Linked DNA regions of Mus musculus: regions 1 and 2 are each linked to region 3. The links are chromatin contacts, called in public HiChIP or PLAC-seq and promoter capture Hi-C maps. All regions are on one chromosome and are shown on one strand. Each heading gives the region's core, a stretch centred on a gene start, on an enhancer-like site or on the middle of the called end of the contact. The rest is flanking DNA. Distances are from core to core; before and after follow the strand shown. Region 1 overlaps Vcl (vinculin). Region 2 overlaps Vcl (vinculin). Region 3 overlaps Camk2g (calcium/calmodulin-dependent protein kinase II gamma).

Evidence for each region. HiChIP or PLAC-seq counts read pairs in DNA pulled down with a chosen protein or histone mark. Capture Hi-C pulls out chosen DNA fragments and counts their contacts.
Region 1: a FOXA1 HiChIP or PLAC-seq map of pancreatic cancer cells shows a contact between it and region 3. The contact joins two enhancer-like sites. A contact is called at or near these places in 1 of 484 Hi-C or Micro-C datasets (nephron progenitors), 1 of 115 datasets of contacts at active chromatin or transcription factors (pancreatic cancer cells) and 3 of 9 other capture datasets (adipose tissue, embryonic stem cells and liver).
Region 2: a promoter capture Hi-C map of adipose tissue shows a contact between it and region 3. The contact joins two enhancer-like sites. A contact is called at or near these places in 1 of 39 promoter capture datasets (neutrophils), 2 of 115 datasets of contacts at active chromatin or transcription factors (embryonic forebrain and embryonic hindbrain) and 2 of 9 other capture datasets (adipose tissue and liver).

What each region holds. Positions count from the first base shown.
Region 1 is chr14:20,971,722-20,975,444 of GRCm38.p6, forward strand. The region is part of intron 2 of Vcl (vinculin); the gene reads left to right. Among named protein-coding and RNA genes, the nearest start is that of Vcl, 44 kb to the left of the region's middle. Within about 2 kb of position 2,325, at least 58 of the 459 cell types and tissues checked have an H3K27ac peak or open chromatin away from gene starts, as enhancers often do. A contact at or near this core is called in pancreatic cancer cells, where this site is marked.
Region 2 is chr14:20,943,859-20,947,345 of GRCm38.p6, forward strand. All of the region lies in intron 1 of Vcl (vinculin), which reads left to right. Among named protein-coding and RNA genes, the nearest start is that of Vcl, 16 kb to the left of the region's middle. Within about 2 kb of position 1,708, at least 7 of the 459 cell types and tissues checked have an H3K27ac peak or open chromatin away from gene starts, as enhancers often do. A contact at or near this core is called in adipose tissue, where this site is marked.
Region 3 is chr14:20,763,579-20,767,085 of GRCm38.p6, forward strand. Camk2g (calcium/calmodulin-dependent protein kinase II gamma) reads right to left here. Exons shown (of 21, transcript NM_001360186.1): 6 at 2,575-2,647; 7 at 2,334-2,436; 8 at 1,818-1,901; 9 at 1,283-1,377; 10 at 568-690. Among named protein-coding and RNA genes, the nearest start is that of Camk2g, 29 kb to the right of the region's middle. Within about 2 kb of position 2,168, at least 132 of the 459 cell types and tissues checked have an H3K27ac peak or open chromatin away from gene starts, as enhancers often do. A contact at or near this core is called in adipose tissue and pancreatic cancer cells, where this site is marked.

The sequences.
Region 1 (3,723 bases), core at 1,075-3,574, 210 kb after region 3:
CTTTCATTGTTGTTGTTTTGTCTGGTTTTTAACTTGAGATTTTTGTGATCCTTTCCATTGCTATTTTAAGAAGACTTTTGTCTCTTCAACTGAATGGCCAAATTTCATGAGATAATGCTGCCTGACTGCATTTTTGACACAGAGCAAGCACTCTTGATTTTAAATAGCTCCCCTTTGGACTTGCTGTACCAAACATGGCTGCATACTGCCATTTTGGATTTACTTCCTTAAAAATAACTTGACCCCACCCAGGGATCTATCCAATAATCAGCCACCAAACCCAGACACTATTGCATATGCCAGCAAGATTTTGCTGAAGGGACCCTGTTATAGCTGTCTTGTATGAGGCTATGCAAGTGCCTGGCAAATACAGAAGTGGATGCTCACAGTCATCTATAAGATGGAACACAGGGTTCCCAATGGAGAAGCTAGAGAAAGCACCCAAGGAGCTGAAGGGGTCTGCAGCCATATAGGTGGAACAACCATATGAACTAACCAGTACCCTCAGAGCTCGTGTCTCTAGCTGCATATATAGCAGAAGATGGCCTTGTCAGCCATCACTGGGAAGAGAGGCTCCTTGGTATTGCAAACTTTATATGCCCCAGTACAGGGGGATGCCAGGGCCAAGAAGTGTGAGTGGGTGGGTAGGGGAGCAGGGCGGGGGGGAGGGTATAGGGAACTTTCAGGATAGCATTTGAAATGTGTATAAAGAAAATATCTAATTAAAAATAACTTGAATCTTCTCAGTAATAAGCAGACTCAGTTTATTAATTTGCAGACAAGGTCTAAATAGGTTGATGGATTAAATCTTGTTTACTTTATGTACCCTTCAATTAGAAATGAGCAAATAAAACATTAGGCTTGTGTCACTTGTGTTCCATTGTCTACAGAGTAATCACAAGGTTGAAAAGAGCTCAGAGGGCCCAGGGAGATCACATATACATTACTAGCATGTATATACATAATATTACCATGTTTGCTGGCTAGTCTTATGTCAACTTGACACAAAAACTAGTTACCTAAAAGGAGGGACATTAACTGAGAAAGTGCCTCCATAAGATCTGGCTGTAAGGCATTTTCTTAGTTAGTAATTGATGGGGGAGGTTCTAGTCTATTGTGGGTAGTACCTCCCTGGTCTGGTGATACTGGGTTCTATAAGAAAGCAGGCTGAGCAAGTCATGAGAGCAAGCCAAAAAGGAGGCACCCCTCCATGTCTTCTTCATCAACTCTTGCCTGTTCCTGTCCTGATTTCCTTCAGTAATGAGAAACAATGTGGACTTGTGAGCCAAATAAATCCTTTCCTCCAAAACTTACTACTGGTCATGGTTTTTGTCGCAGCAATAAAACCCTGACTAAGACACCATGTAATTCTGAGAATGCCAATGTAAAGATTCTGCTCATTTAAAATAAGCTCTCACATTTGAGGCAGAGTCTCATGCGGCCTAAGTTAACTTTGAGCTGCATATATAGCCAAAGCTGGCCTAAAATCCTGATCCCAAGATTGCAGGTGTACACCATCAGTAATAAACTCATTATATAGATAAAAAGACCAATCCTTGACAAACCAACTCACCCAAGATCACCCTGTTACTTTCTTATTGCAGATTTCATGGTTTCTGAAGGTATGTTCATTTTATAGTCAGGTTCTCCAGAAAGAAGTGTGACTCTCGGACAGTAATGACTTGTTTTGCTTTGAGAGACAGTTTCACTATGTAGACCAAGCTGACTTCTTTAAATTTAAATTCACCTGTCTCTGGCTCCTGAGATGAGGGATTAAAGTTGTGTACTATTTTTAGAAGATAACAGTTTATTCTTTTCCTAAGTGTTTCAAAAAGGAGAAAAGTACAGATGTAATCTGTGATATATTTCACTGTCTTAATAATTCTTGTTTATTTGTTATGTTTCTATGTATGTGGTTTATGGTCTATGTGAGGGTGCAGGCATGTGCTTGCCCTAATGTGGCTGTGAGGTCGGAGGATAACTTCCAGGACTTGGTTTTCTCTGCTATTGAGGCTGGGTTACCTTTTGTTTCTGTCCTGTTGCTGTTCTTGTGAGCTTTGGTGATTCTTCTGATAGATGTAAGCTGCACCTCATCTAGCTCTTGTGGGTTCCAAGGATATTAACTCAGGCTGCCAGACTTGCACAGCAAGTCCTGTACTACACTAAGCCATCCCCTTGGCTCCTTTGTCTTAAAATGTGCCAACTGTAAAGAATGAAAGTACTAAGCTTTTACAGATTCAGGGATCACACATACTATTGACTAAGTGACTCATCCCATAGGTATATAGAGACTGTTGACTGCCACAGGTTTTTCCTGGACAAACAGGCCTGGGAAGATGACTCACTGCAGAAAGTACCTGCTGTGTAAGCATGAGGGTGTGAGTTTGGATCCCTAGCACCTGCAGAAAAGGTTGGGTATATCACTATACCCAGTGATATGTACCTGTAACCCCAACATTGGGGGCCAGGGGGTAGGGTGGAGTCTGGAGAGTCCTGGTGGTTTACCCACTGGGTAGCCAGTCTAGTTGAATTTGATTGAGGAAGACACTCAATGAGTTAAGACTTTACTATGTGCACATGAATACACACACACACACACACACACACACACACACACACACACTCTCTCTCTCTCTCTCTCTCATCCCCCCATACAAACATACACTTACACATGCGCTTACTCACTCTCGCACACACACATGCACACACATACGAATAAGTTAAACAGGACGAAAGGCAGATAGAAACACTATTCCTTTATTACCCTGACTTTTCCAATATAGTTCAAATCTCAAATGAATAAATGCATTATTAAAGTGTAAAGATTATATGTTGCTTTTCCTTAAATTGTTTCAGATTTTTATTGTTCTTCCCAGAGTAGAGCCAAGGAACCCATGAAACAGCTCTATTTCTTAAATTCCATGTGTGGACTGCTTGTTATTTAATCCACTTCATTTTGTTCACGAGGCAGCAGAGGCTCAGAAGCTCAGTAACTTGTTGAAAGTAACTGAGCCCAGGGATGGCAGAAGATCCTAACCCAAGACTGTCTGACTGCAAGGCCTGTGCTAAGTCACACTCTCCCTCTCCTTTGTGAGAATGCTGGCTGATAGTAGGCTAGTTTCTTCAAGGCATCCATGAATGATAATAGAGGTAAAACTATCTAGAGGGGAGGAGGTTTGCTGATGGTCCACTCCTGCCACAGACTCTCTCTCTCTTTTTTTTTAAAATTACTTTCTTAAATAAACTCAGCTACTTTAAAAACATTATGATAGTCGTTTCTTTCCTCCAGTCTATATTTCTGCTCATGGTAAGATTTTATTTATATTTATATTTATTTATATTTCTGCTCATGGTAAGACTTACTTGTTGTGCTGGAGATCAGACCCAGGGTCTTAAGGTTTTAGACAGTTATCTTCAGCTGAATTATACACACACACACACACACACACACACACACACACACACACAAATAGCTTGTATTTGTTTAATGTTTTTTTTCAGTATCCATTGAGACAATCACACAGTTTTTTCCTTTATTGTATTATGGTAACCAGTAGTCCACTACATGAATGTACATTTTCTGATAATGAACCATGCTTGCATTTTTTTTTGGTGGATAAATTGTATTTGGTTATGATTTTAAAAAGCATTAACAGGGAGTTGGGACACACTTAGGGGGTTGAAAGCTGGACGATTGCTAGTTTGAGGCCATCCTGAGCTACA
Region 2 (3,487 bases), core at 458-2,957, 180 kb after region 3:
TACCACCTGTGTGTCTGGTGCCTGTGAAGGCCTGAAGAGGGTGTGGAATCCCCATGGTGAGCTGCCATGTGAGTTCTGGGAGCCAAACCTAGGACCTTTGCAAGAGTAATTAAATGCTTCATTTTTGACTCTTATTCCTTAATCATACTTTAAATACCAATACTGATAACATTGTTTTAATCAGAAGCATTTCGAAGTACGGAGACCTCTAGGGTTTACTACTATATTTGTAAAATCTGCAATGTCAGAATTATATTTTATCTTGAGAGTGTAGAAGTCTTTGGTTCTCTCCACGGCCTGCCTCTCTCTCTCTCTCTCTCTCTCTCTCTCTCTCTCTCTCTCTCTCTCTCTCTCTCTCTTTCTCTCTCTCCCTCTCTCTCCCTCCCTCCCCCCCTCTCTCTGTGTGTGTGTTCTTATGATAGCCAATGGTTCATATGATTTCTTCAACCATCCTCCACTTTATTTTTGGAGACATGATCTTTCCTTGGATATGGAACTTTTGGATTCAGTTAAAATGGCTGGCCAGCAACTTCCAGAGATCCTCTGGTATGCACTTCCCCAACTCTGGGGTTACAGGTGTGGGCTGCCATACCCAGCTTTTTTTAAAAAATGTGGGTCCTGAGATCCTAACTCAGGTTTTCATGCTTCTGTGGCAACTCCTTTGCTGAGTGAGCTTTCTGAGTCATCATCTCAGCCCTGTATTTGGTTCTTAATTTTTTTATTCAGTTGTGGTAAAATGTGCTAAATATTTTACAATTTTTACATATACAGTTTTGTGGTATAACATACATTTATATTGTATGTTATAATATTTATATCATATGTTACATTATATATTATATTAATTATATTAATATAAATGTATATTATATTATACATTTATATTGTATGTTATAATATTTATATCATATGTTACATTATATATATTATATTAATTATATTAATATAAATGTATATTATATCATACATTTATATTGTATGTTATAATATTTATATTGTATGTTATAATGTATATAATATACATTATATTGTTGAGAAACCACATATCTTTTTCCTAGCTATTGGCATATACCATTATTTTTTGTCTTAGTGAATTTGACTTTTGCTACCTTTGGAATTATGCAGTATCGTCTTTTTAATTTTTGCAGTGCTGTAGATTGAATCCAAAGCTTTATATGCATCCTAGGCAAGCATTCTACCTACAGGACTGCATCCTGAGCCCCACAATGTTTATGCTTTAGTGACTGTTGTCTTCAGGGCTCTTTTTGGCAAGTGTTAGAATTTTTTCATTTTGAAGACTGAATTATATTTTGTTGTTAATATATAATACTTATATTTAAATAATTTAAACTACATTGTGTGGGTGTGTGTGCACACAAGCATGTATGCCTTCATGCATGTGGAGATCAGAGGACATTTTTGTAATGTCAAATCTCTCTCTACCATGTGATTCTCAGGCCATCAAGCTTGGTGGCATGCACCTTTACCCCACGGAACTATCTGATTGGGCTACCATATTTAGCTTCATTGCTCATCTCTTGATAGATTTTGGGTTGCATATGTCTATGGATATTAAAAAGTAATGCTGCTGTTTCATCATAGTTTTAGTGCCTTAAGAAATTTGGACTCTGTTCCTGATGGGTATAAAGTTCTGGTGGACTCGGGCTGGGACTGTGAACTGGTCTCAGAGGCTAGAGAGTACACATGCAATCAAAAGTAGGCCAAAGGCTGTTTTGGGGAATGTGGTGGGAAGACAAGAAGGGAAGTTTGTTTAACTTTATGGAGGCTATTTTTGAAATATGAGGGAATTAGCCTGAGAAAATGGGGAAATCTATTGCAAGAGAACATAGAGAAGAGTGTAAATGTATAGTTAGGAGTAGGGAAGGGTTAACAATGAGACTACTAAGGCAGATCAGGTCTGCTAGGGAAGGAACTTTTTTGCCATATACACTAGTCATAAAGAAAGAAAAGAAAAGCTGATTTATGAATACATCAAACAGTCATTTAATTTAAAACGTAAAAGGTGAAAGGATTAGGGTCGAAAGGACCTTCTCATCCTGGGTTCCCTCTGTCCTCTTAGGAAAGCAAGACCATAGGAAACAGTGTTTTAGGAGTGCTTGGAGAGAGTTTAGGTACATGTCAGAAATATAGTCTCCTTGTCATACTGTCTTAGTCCAACTTTTCCACCGTCATATTTTATAGAATACTTATTAGTACTTAGAACTCTATGAGTTTGAGGCCAGCCTAGTCTAGGTCAAGTTCCAGGACAAGGAGGGCCGGCCGTATAAAAAGATACTTGTCTTACAAAAAAAAAAAAAAAAAAGAAAAAGAAAAGATAGTCCAGTGTTTTCCCCACCTTTTAGTACTCCCACTGCCTGGATTACACTTCCTGTCTTGTTAGGATGAGCTCAGCATACATACTGCTCTATGAAGTTATTCATCTGCTTGGTGTGTCTGCAAGACTTGGCTCTGGTTCTTATTAAACCATCTTACAAGTTAGAACTCCTTGTGTTCCTGTGTATCTGTCTTTCCTTCTGACGTCTGGCATCCGGCTTTGAGCTCTAGAAGGAGTCTAGTACTCCTCATTGAGTGAGTGGGGTGTTGATACTTTAATTCAGCTGTTGTATTTGCAGCACTATTGAATTAGTTTGTTTGTTCTCTCTTTCCTTCCTTCCTTTGTTCTTTCCCCCTGCTCATCATCAGAGCAAGAAGATATATATAATATATATATGTATATATACACACATATGTACATATACATGTGTATACATATATACATATATATCTTTTTAAAAATTATTTATTATATTTAAGTACACTGTAGCTGTCTTCCAACACACCATAAGAGGGCATAGATCTCATTATGGATGGTTGTGAGCCATCATGTGGTTTCTGGGATTTGAACTCAGGACTTTTGGAAGAGCAGTCAGTGCTCTTAACTGCTGAGCCATCTCTCCAGCCCATATATCTTCTTATATATTGTGTGTGTACATAAGTATATATACATATATATACCTATATACACACATATATACACACACATACTTATACATCACATGTACATGTACACAAATAAAAATAAATTCTGACCCATACTAGCAGAGTGATTTAATACTTCCGAGGGCAATGATGTGTTGTTGTATATGTGCTAAATGTTATTTCCTAATTTGAGATGTCTCCTGAGTGAAGAAGCTATAAGTCACTGAACATCATCTCTGTTGCATCTCCAAAACCAACATTTTAATGTTACATTTTACTTGATGCATACAGAAGACTGAATGGAAGTTCCAGCCTGGTCTGGAACTTCAGCTTCTATCAAAAGGCGGTGTACTGGCTAGTTTTGTGTCAACTTGACACAGCTGGAGTTATCACAGAGAAAGGAGCTTCAGTTGAGAAAATGCCTCCATGAGATCCAACTGTAAGGCATTTTCTTAATTAGTGATCAGGGGGGAAAGGCCCCCCTGTGGGTGGGACCATCTCTGGGCTG
Region 3 (3,507 bases), core at 918-3,417:
ATCTTCAGGAACTGTCTGGTGACCAGCACAAAAGGACATTCAATAAGCATGGGAAATGAAAAACTTATCATTGTTCAAGATGCTATACTATACCAGCCCTTTCCTTTGTCTGGGTTAGCTGTTTCAGCTTGATAGAACCACGGATGGAAACAGTGTATCAGCCTGCACTGAGGGCCTAGGAGGGGCTCCTCAGCACTCAGCTGAGAGCCGGCCTCATGCTGAGCTTCAAGAGCCTCCCGCCTTTGTTCATTCACTGGGTCCTTGTCAGAGTTGAGGCCCACATATACCCCAAGCTTGGGACTCCACACTGGGGTATCAGCTGTTTTCCACCATTAACTACCTCTTCCAATCCAGCAACAGACCCAAACCACAGCCTCACAACAAGCGCGAGAGACAAGTGAAGACCTATGAGCACTTTTTAACTCCCAAGTCCCCCTGATGACATTTCCTGACCCTGGCCTCCACTCACACCTCCCCAGCCCTCCTCCTGAATCCTCCTTAGAGAAGTTCAAGGAGTGCCCCAGGGCTGCCACACCCAATCTCCAAGGCCTGGGAAAAGACACTTACACAGACCCATGGGTGCTTGAGAGCCTGGTCGGCCGTGATGCGCTTTGCAGGGTTTATGGTCAGCATCTGGTTGATCAAGTTCTTAGCTTCAGGAGTGACTGTGTCCCATTCTGGTGATGGGAACTGAGGAGCGGGAACAGGGAAAAGGGAGACAGGAAATTTGTGAGCCTTCTACCCTGAAATGTAACCCGACTTCATTCCAGCTCTTACAACTGAGATACTTTGTGGTACCCAAGAGTGGGTATGCTGTGCCAACTCAAAGAAGACAGAATGATAAGTGTAAGGGTGTCCATGTATCATGTCGGTGAAGGAAGGGAACTGACATTTTCTGCTTCACCTTTCTCTTTTTACTAAGGAGAAAACAGGTTTTGCAATGTGCCCAAGGTTCCAAAACAGTGGAGAAGCCTCTAAAATTCTCCCTCTGTAATATAACATGCCACGTAGTTTCCCCATTCTTTGTGGAAACAGACCAAAGAGCTTCATTGAGTTCCTTAATTTTATAGCTAACAGGAGCATTTAAAAAAAAAAAACAAAACCTGTTCCCTGTATATAAGGTGGCAAGAATTGAGTCCTGTATGCCCATCCTTGGGTCCTCAAAGTCCCCTGATGCCCTGTTATCAAGTGACAATATCACTACTCCCTTGGACAGACCCTTAGGGGCAGGGACTCTGTCCTTCCAGGAGTGACTGCTCAGCTCTCAGAACCCCATCCTTACATCGTAGGCTCCAGCTTTGATCTGCTGATACAGCTTGTGCTGATCCTCATCCCAGAAGGGAGGGTAGCCCACCAGGAGGATATACAGGATGACCCCTGCGAGACAGAACACACAGGTCACTGGGGTCACTCACCTACCCCTGAGGAACCAAGAAAGGCCATGCAGGGCTCAGAACCACCCAGAAGGGCAAGGCTGGGCCAGAGTTAAAGGTGGACGCCAGTAGATAATGCCATCCCTCCTGTTGTGCCTCACTCCTTACGGCACCAAGCCATGTCAGAGACTTCTTTAGTCTATCCTCTAAGGTGTGGACGAGCCCTTCTCCAAGAAGGATACAATATAATACAGGAAGTCACTTGGGAAGTAAGCATGACAGGAACAGCTCTCCCAAGGGAAGGAGAACAAACAACACCATGATTTCACATACAGCAGGCACCGTGGAACCCAGAAGGGATGGGTGTAATGCCTCTTTTTCTTGTCATCACAGGAAGCCAAGGGCCCAGAACACCAAAGAGCCGAGGGTATGGAATGGGCTTACCGCAGGCCCAGATGTCCACAGGTTTTCCATAGGGATCTTTCCTCAAGACCTCAGGGGACAAGTAACCTGGGGTGCCGGCAAAACCTGTAGCAGAAGAGAGGGCAGAGCCAAACTGAACCCGCTTTCTCTCCCAGTAAGGCCACATCTGTAATTCCCTCCAAAGCCCTCCTAATGCTGGTTGCTTTTACTATATAAGCTTTGACTCAGTACCGAGGCCGCAAAAGATGACAGGCTGGGCTACGTGCAGTGCCTGGAATCTAAATCAGAGGGCAAGTACTTGTGCCTACCAGGAACTCAAACACCTCCCCAGAGGCAATAAGAATGCAGTGCTGACAGCAGCCAGACCCACTGTAATGAGTCATGAGGGCGAGGAGGGACCTGGGGGGGCACCCTCCTCCACTTTCTGAAAAGGCCAGGACCATTAAAGGCCTGACTTCTAGTTCTGAAAGAGGAAGGCAGACCAGGAAAAGGAGGAAGGGTGGAGGCTGCATTCTCGGAAGACAGGGTCACCCTTACCAAACCAAGCCTGCTGCTCTCCCTGTACTTCGATGGCCAGGCCAAAATCAGCTAGCTTGACCGCAGCACCCTTGCATTTACTCGCCAGCAGCAAGTTCTCAGGCTGCAGAAGGAACAAAGAGAACCTTATGAGGGAGGCATCCACCCTGGAGCCCAAAGGGAGCCTACTTTGGGCTCACAGCGCCACTATCTAGCACCAGGGGGCGCCAACGAGTCACAAGTAGTCAGCCCGGTTGAGTACCTTCAGATCCCGGTGGACGATGTCATGCTGGTGGATGTGGTTAACACTCTCCAGGATCTGATGTATACAGTGGCTGAAAGGACAGCACAAGCGATGTCAGTGCAGGGCTAAACCACCTCACCGACGACTGCCTGTGCGGACTACACTCACCGAAATACAAGCTAGAACCCTGGGCTTTAAATGTTATCTAGCTCAACCTATTTTGCTTTTATTTTTTAATTGAAAAATAACTACTGACTTCTGAGGGACAATGGGAGATTCTGCTACAAGCACATCACCATATACCTCACCTCAAATGCTTATTCTTTCTAGTGAGAACATTAAAAATCCTTTTTTTTTTTTGTACGTTTTAAAACCTTGCCAGGTGTAGGTGGCGCACACCTTTAATCCCAGCACTCAGGAGACAAAGGCAGGCGGATTTCTGAGTTCGAGGCCAGCCTGGTTTACAGAGTGAGTTCCAGAACAGCCAGGGCTACATAAAGAAACCTGGTCTTGAAAAAGCTAAACCAAACCAAACCAAACCAAACCAAACCAAACCAAACCACCAACATTACTAACTCGAATCACCTGCTGTGCTTAACTACAATGCAGGAATCCATCCCCCTATCTGACCACCACCTCTCTTTCCTCACCTACACCCACCTACTCTGGCTTCTGCTAACCACTATTCCTCTTTCCCTCACGAGGGCATCCTTTTTAGATTCCACATGTAAGTAAGATCATGTGGTATTTGTCTTCCTGTGCCTGGCTTGTCTCACTGAACATAACGTCATCCAGGCTCACCTATCCTGTCATAAGTGATAGAATTTCCCGGCCTTTTTAAGGCTCAGTAGTATACACTACTCTTTTTTTAATCCATTCATCTGCTAATGGACATTCAGGTTGTTTCCATATCTTGGTTATTGTGAATAATGCTGCAATGAACGTGGGTGT